2 separate regions of the Bicyclus anynana genome follow, and region 1 is linked to region 2. The links are chromatin contacts, called in public Hi-C maps. All regions are on one chromosome and are shown on one strand. The core of a region is the stretch at or near the end of the contact, and the rest is flanking DNA. Distances in the headings are between cores, read along the strand shown. Region 1 overlaps LOC112046156. Region 2 holds the start of LOC112052511.

The links. A called contact is a pair of places that touch in the nucleus more often than the background predicts.
Region 1: a contact with region 2 is called in a Hi-C map of whole larva, with 4 times the contacts expected there. The contact joins the enhancer-like site here to the promoter of LOC112052511 in region 2. A contact is called at or near these places in 2 of 2 Hi-C or Micro-C datasets (whole body and whole larva).

Annotation. Positions count from the first base shown.
Region 1 is chr1:6,889,494-6,892,193 of ilBicAnyn1.1, forward strand. It overlaps LOC112046156, which reads right to left. Exons shown (of 5, transcript XM_052881702.1): 3 at 1,485-2,700. Among protein-coding and RNA genes, the nearest start is that of LOC112046156, 4.6 kb to the right of the region's middle. Within about 2 kb of position 1,263, at least 6 of the 8 cell types and tissues checked have open chromatin away from gene starts, as enhancers often do.
Region 2 is chr1:6,728,488-6,731,187 of ilBicAnyn1.1, forward strand. It overlaps LOC112052511, which reads right to left and starts at 1,361. Exons shown (of 3, transcript XM_024091624.2): 1 at 1,229-1,361.

The sequences.
Region 1 (2,700 bases), core at 13-2,512, 160 kb after region 2:
ACCTGCACTAAAATCCTTTTAATTTTCTGGTCACGCGCACTACTCCAAATAGGAGCACATTTTAGAGCCGGAAAAGAAATATCAACATTAGCGAGTACACAGTTACTTGCAATGCAACAATTTTATCTTTGTTATCAGCGCTGATAAAACCAAGTTGTAGTTCACGTAAATTTAGGTCGACATACCTACTTTAGCTGGTGTTAGTGTTACAAATGTAAGAACCCTCCGTTTCCATTAAGGTATTGAATTCTTCTGCAATAAAAGAGATGGTAGCTTATGATAATATAAGTGTCATGAGTAATACTTCGAAGAGAGACTGATATACGTTATATGTTGATACGATAAGTGCTTATCAATATCGACAAAATAATTTAAATCTGATTCATATTAGAATAGTAGACTAAATAGGTCCTATTATACTGTATTATCCATCCTATTGATTTTTGCTTGCACTTAATAAACGATATTTGTGAATAATATAATATATTTCATTAAAATACACATTGTTACTAGTTGCCTTGTTTAAAGTAAATTTACCTTTCAATTTCTCGATTGCTACAAATTATTAAAAATAATAATTTTTTTGCACTTTGGGACCTAAAAATATAAATTGTTAAAAAATGATACGAACCTTAGTCACATATTTAGGTTAATTAATCACCTATATAACTATTTGATCATCTTTAAAATCACTTCAGATATCACTGTTATATTATATTATATCTATCACTCTTTGAACTTCACAACAGGTAGGAAATTTGATAGTTTTTCTCATTTAATCATAAAGGTAAAAGATAAAAGTTTTAGACACCATAATTATTGTTTACGTGTGTCTTGAACCAGCAGATCACTTTATATGAGCCGAATTAACACATGACGTGTTATCATTGATAATGATAAGGACTATAGGATAATGGTAGGTGTGGTAATCACATACAGGTTTATTTATCATTATATTGTTAATTTTGCTAAAGCATAAGGAGTCAATATTTTATGAGCAATATTAATAAAATTAGAACAGTAGGTCATTGATTTATCTACTAGAATTATTATATGCACCTACCTACCTACTACTAACTCATGAAAGCACTTTGTATAATGAAATATATTTGTTTCATTCAGCAATTATTTATAAATGCTAAAATAATTATAATTATATTAAAATTCATAATGATATTCGTATTTTATTATAATTTTATATTGCAGCGCCATCTACCAAGGATAGTCAGAACTACTAAGCGTCTGTAGGTTCGTGGTGCACAGTACACAATGTTTTCGTAGTGCACCACTAGGTGTCGGTATGTGTTGCAAAATAAAGTTACAATTGCAATTTTCAATATTTAATATTTTTTATTGCTTAAATTCTTATCTAATTAATCTAATATTAAACGTCATCAGTCACATAAAACACATTGCACCCCATACTTATAAACACATGCAATAAAATATAAAACACTGGTCTCCATTAAAATTAATTTATATTAATATCTACTGTTCGTCTCACTGACCGTCTGTCATGGACTCTTGGTCTCGTTTCAGTCAAATCACCAATCGATCGCGACCTTCTATATCTTCTATTATTATTAGTATTACTATCTTCTTCATCAACGAAATCTGGCAAAGAGTGAAACGAGGCGTTCAAACGAGGCATCAACAGTGCTTCGTCGTAACTTGGAGGTAGTTCCTCTCGCAGTGGTATTCTTAGCTGCACTGAATCAGGCCTGCGTTGTGTTGCGTTGCCATTCAATGCCGTTGTTTCCGGGGTTGTTTGTCGAGGTTGAGGTGGGTTTAAGGCCATGATGCCTCGACAAACACACGAAGTTATTAAAGTTCCTATAAGCATACCAAATAGTACTGCCATTAATGTGTATGAGGGCGTCCCATTTTCATCGGCGTGCCATGTACGTATGTACGCCTGCTGCCAACTTAATTGCGACACATTTTGTGGTGAATAACAAATCAGTGATCCTCTATCTTGCACTTTTGGCGGTTCTTTTGTTAAAAACTCGTATGTAAGTAGCATATTGACTCTGAAACCTTCGCAGCTCCAACGGTTGCCCTTCACACGGACTTCCCTTAAAAATGGATTAGAAGCGAAGTGCGAAGTTGACCACACCTCTTTAAACTCATTACCTCTCAAATCTAATACTGCTAAATGCGGTAACGAGGAAAAAGATTGGTCATTTATTGTCGCTATTTCGTTATAACTCAAATCTAATTCCTGCAAGGAATTGGATGCTAAATTATCAGGTATAGATTCAATTTCGTTCAGTGACAAATTTATTTCGAGTAGTGTAGGCATTTCTGTCATGGAGTTCGTATCTAAGTTTGTAATTTGACAATTGCTTAAATGTAAAATTCTTAAAGAAGGCGATTGGAATTTAGGCACTTCTGAGAAATAGTTTCTGGATAAAATGATCACTTCCAGGCCCGTTGTTTTTGCGAATATTCCAAGTGGCAGATTATTTATACGATTTTCCGATAAATCGAGATATGTGAGACGTGACATTCTTACGAAAGCGTCTTCGTCAATACGATTTATCTTGTTTTTAGATAGATCCAATTTTTGTATGTTAAAAGTACTTTCGATTGTGAGCCACGAATCGTAATTGTTATTGGATAAATTGAGTGAATTCAGTCTTTGCAAGCCGAGTATGTAGTTGGGCAACGCCGATGTCAAACGATTTCCAGATAAATCCA
Region 2 (2,700 bases), core at 111-2,610:
CGTGATACAGGACCTCAAGAGACCTGCAGAGTCGCGACATCAAGAAGAAGAAGAAGAAGAATGGCATAAATCACTACTAGGTAAAATTAGCAGGTAGGTAGGGCCTGACTTTTGAAGTATGAGGAAAAACAATATTCGTTTCCATTTTGTAGGTAGGTTTAGAATTTAATGTTTAATATAATATATGTTTCTACGTATAAAAATATTTCCTAACGAAGTCATATAGACCGAATTGAACTTGCTTTAATAAATATTAAAAAAAAAACAACACTCGCTATAAAGTACCATAAAGTACAGAAATGACAATGCATTTAAACTGTAAAGACTTCAATGTTAGTCAACATATTATGGACAGCAGACAAGATTAGGAAGTTCTCTAAAGATACAGTTATTAATATAATGGAAGTATTTTTATATAGGTGCTTATAAGTGCTGCTGTAAACCCCACTACTCGTCAATTGATGACAATTAAGGTTAATGACTATAGATAGGTAGGTATAGCGTTAGTATCAGCTTGAAAAGAACATTTTTATCTATTAATATTATGTTGTAAACCAAACACAAAAGGTGATCAATCAATTTCACAAAGATATTACAAAAAGAGACATTTTAAAACTACCTACATATAAATAATAGTGCGCACATTAATCCATTGTATAAAATGTAATAAACGTGACTTTACACATATGATCACTGTGTGCAATAAGTATTAGTTTACACTGTACATTCACAATAAAGGTATAGAACGAGATAAGGCACTCAACCTCGACGAGGATTACCTAAGTCGACAGACCCGTGCGCCGACGCAAGGAGTTTTAAAAGGCAAAATAGGTAAAACGGCGCACAAAGGACGAACCGTATTAATGTACCGTATCGCGTCAACCATTGTTTGCCAGAAAGAAAACACCACGTGACACAAAAAAGGTACACCTCTGATTCACAAAACAGAACGAGATTCATACGTAGGGAAAACAACGAAATTGTAAATTGAGCACTTTCATGGATGCGACATACTGCGCGGGCGATGAAAATGAAGGCAGTGCCGCTCGCCGCGCCTTGCCTTCAAACCTCCGAGTCCGACACTTTATGCACACACCGCCTTCGGTTAAATTCTTTGCATAAATAAGTGAGAAAGCTCCTTTTGCCCACGAATAACAACTTTTTTGCACACACTCCGCGAAAACTGATGCACTGCATCCAATACAATGTATAAAACAAACTTCCTTACCTTACACTGCGCAGTAAAGATGTTCTAACACGATCGATGAAGAAAAAACACAAGCGAAAAGTAGACACAGTCACGTTCGTACGGATACGTCGAGGGTAATGGCGCCGGTTCGGTTCGTTCCAACTTCCAACCCGTCGAATGTTACTCAGAGACTCGGAAGGCTATGCCTTGTTTGCTCAGTGACGCGGTACCTCATTTTGTGTCCCTTTCTTGTGGACGTACTTCGGTCATGCGATGGAATGAGAAAGGTGTTAAATTATCAACGCCGTATCATATACCTGTGGTGCAGCAACCTACATCACCGGTGCGCTTAACAATGTCATGTCTGCTGATAGTTTGTCTTAAAAAAGTTTAATACTCAAGTGAAGATGCATTTTTAATAATTACATCACATTATTACAAACAGCTCTTCAATTTTCCAAAAAATATATATAATTCGTCGTTTATATTTAGGTTTTCCGAATTTTCTAAAAGGAAATTATTTTAGGTGAGTCAGCGTAAATAAGTTTTCAAAGTTGTAAATTATAATTAACTAAAGTACTATATTTCAGAACAGAAAGTTGTATTAAAAAAAATAATCTCTATGGTTTAAAAATTAATATCAGTAAAAGTAAAGTAAACACAATTTAAAATAATACACTTTATTTTCAAATACGTTGTGTCGGTTAATTAGCGCCATCTTGTGATGGTTGTGTAAACAATCTAGTAAATGACGCAGCACGATCCTCTACGTGATTTCCCTCTTGACAACGTAGTGTACACTGAGGCAACGTAGTCTTGATGGCAGCTTCACTGGGCCGCAGAAAGATGGCGCTGCGCTCTTTTTTGGCCTATAATATTTTCTGTCTTATGCCTCAGATAATATTTTTATGGGCTTTATGTTACAATGATAAGGCTGAAAGAAGTGGAAATCTTTAGATACCCACACAACCTATAAACAGCATTGCTTTAGAAGGTGTGTGTGTTTGGAGTGGGACTTTAAAACGTTAAACGTGAAGTGTATGAAATGTACTAGACAGAAATTGAAAACATATAATTCGGTATACCTCATCATCATTATCATTAACAACCTATATTCGGCTTACTGTTAAACACGAGAGTAACCCTCTCGTGTTTAACTAATAGTCCACCACGCTGGCCCAATGCGGATTAGCAGACTTCACATACGTACAGAGTTTAAATTACACATAGGTATCTGAAAGTAGCATGTTGCATGCCCTGACCGGATTTGGCTACGCCCTCCCAATCGAAGGCAGTGGTCTTATCCTCTGGGCTATCAAGGACAAAGGACTGTCGGTAGGCTACTTCGGAATGGTTCTTTAAACTTTACAATAAAAAGGTCTCTTGCCACCATAAAGAGCCATCAGGTCGGCTAGTCGGCATGATGGCAAGAAATCTGATTGGTGTTTGTTTCCCTGGGAAATGGAGCTGACCCTATAATTGACTTGCGTTGACACATTGGCTGCGTGTTA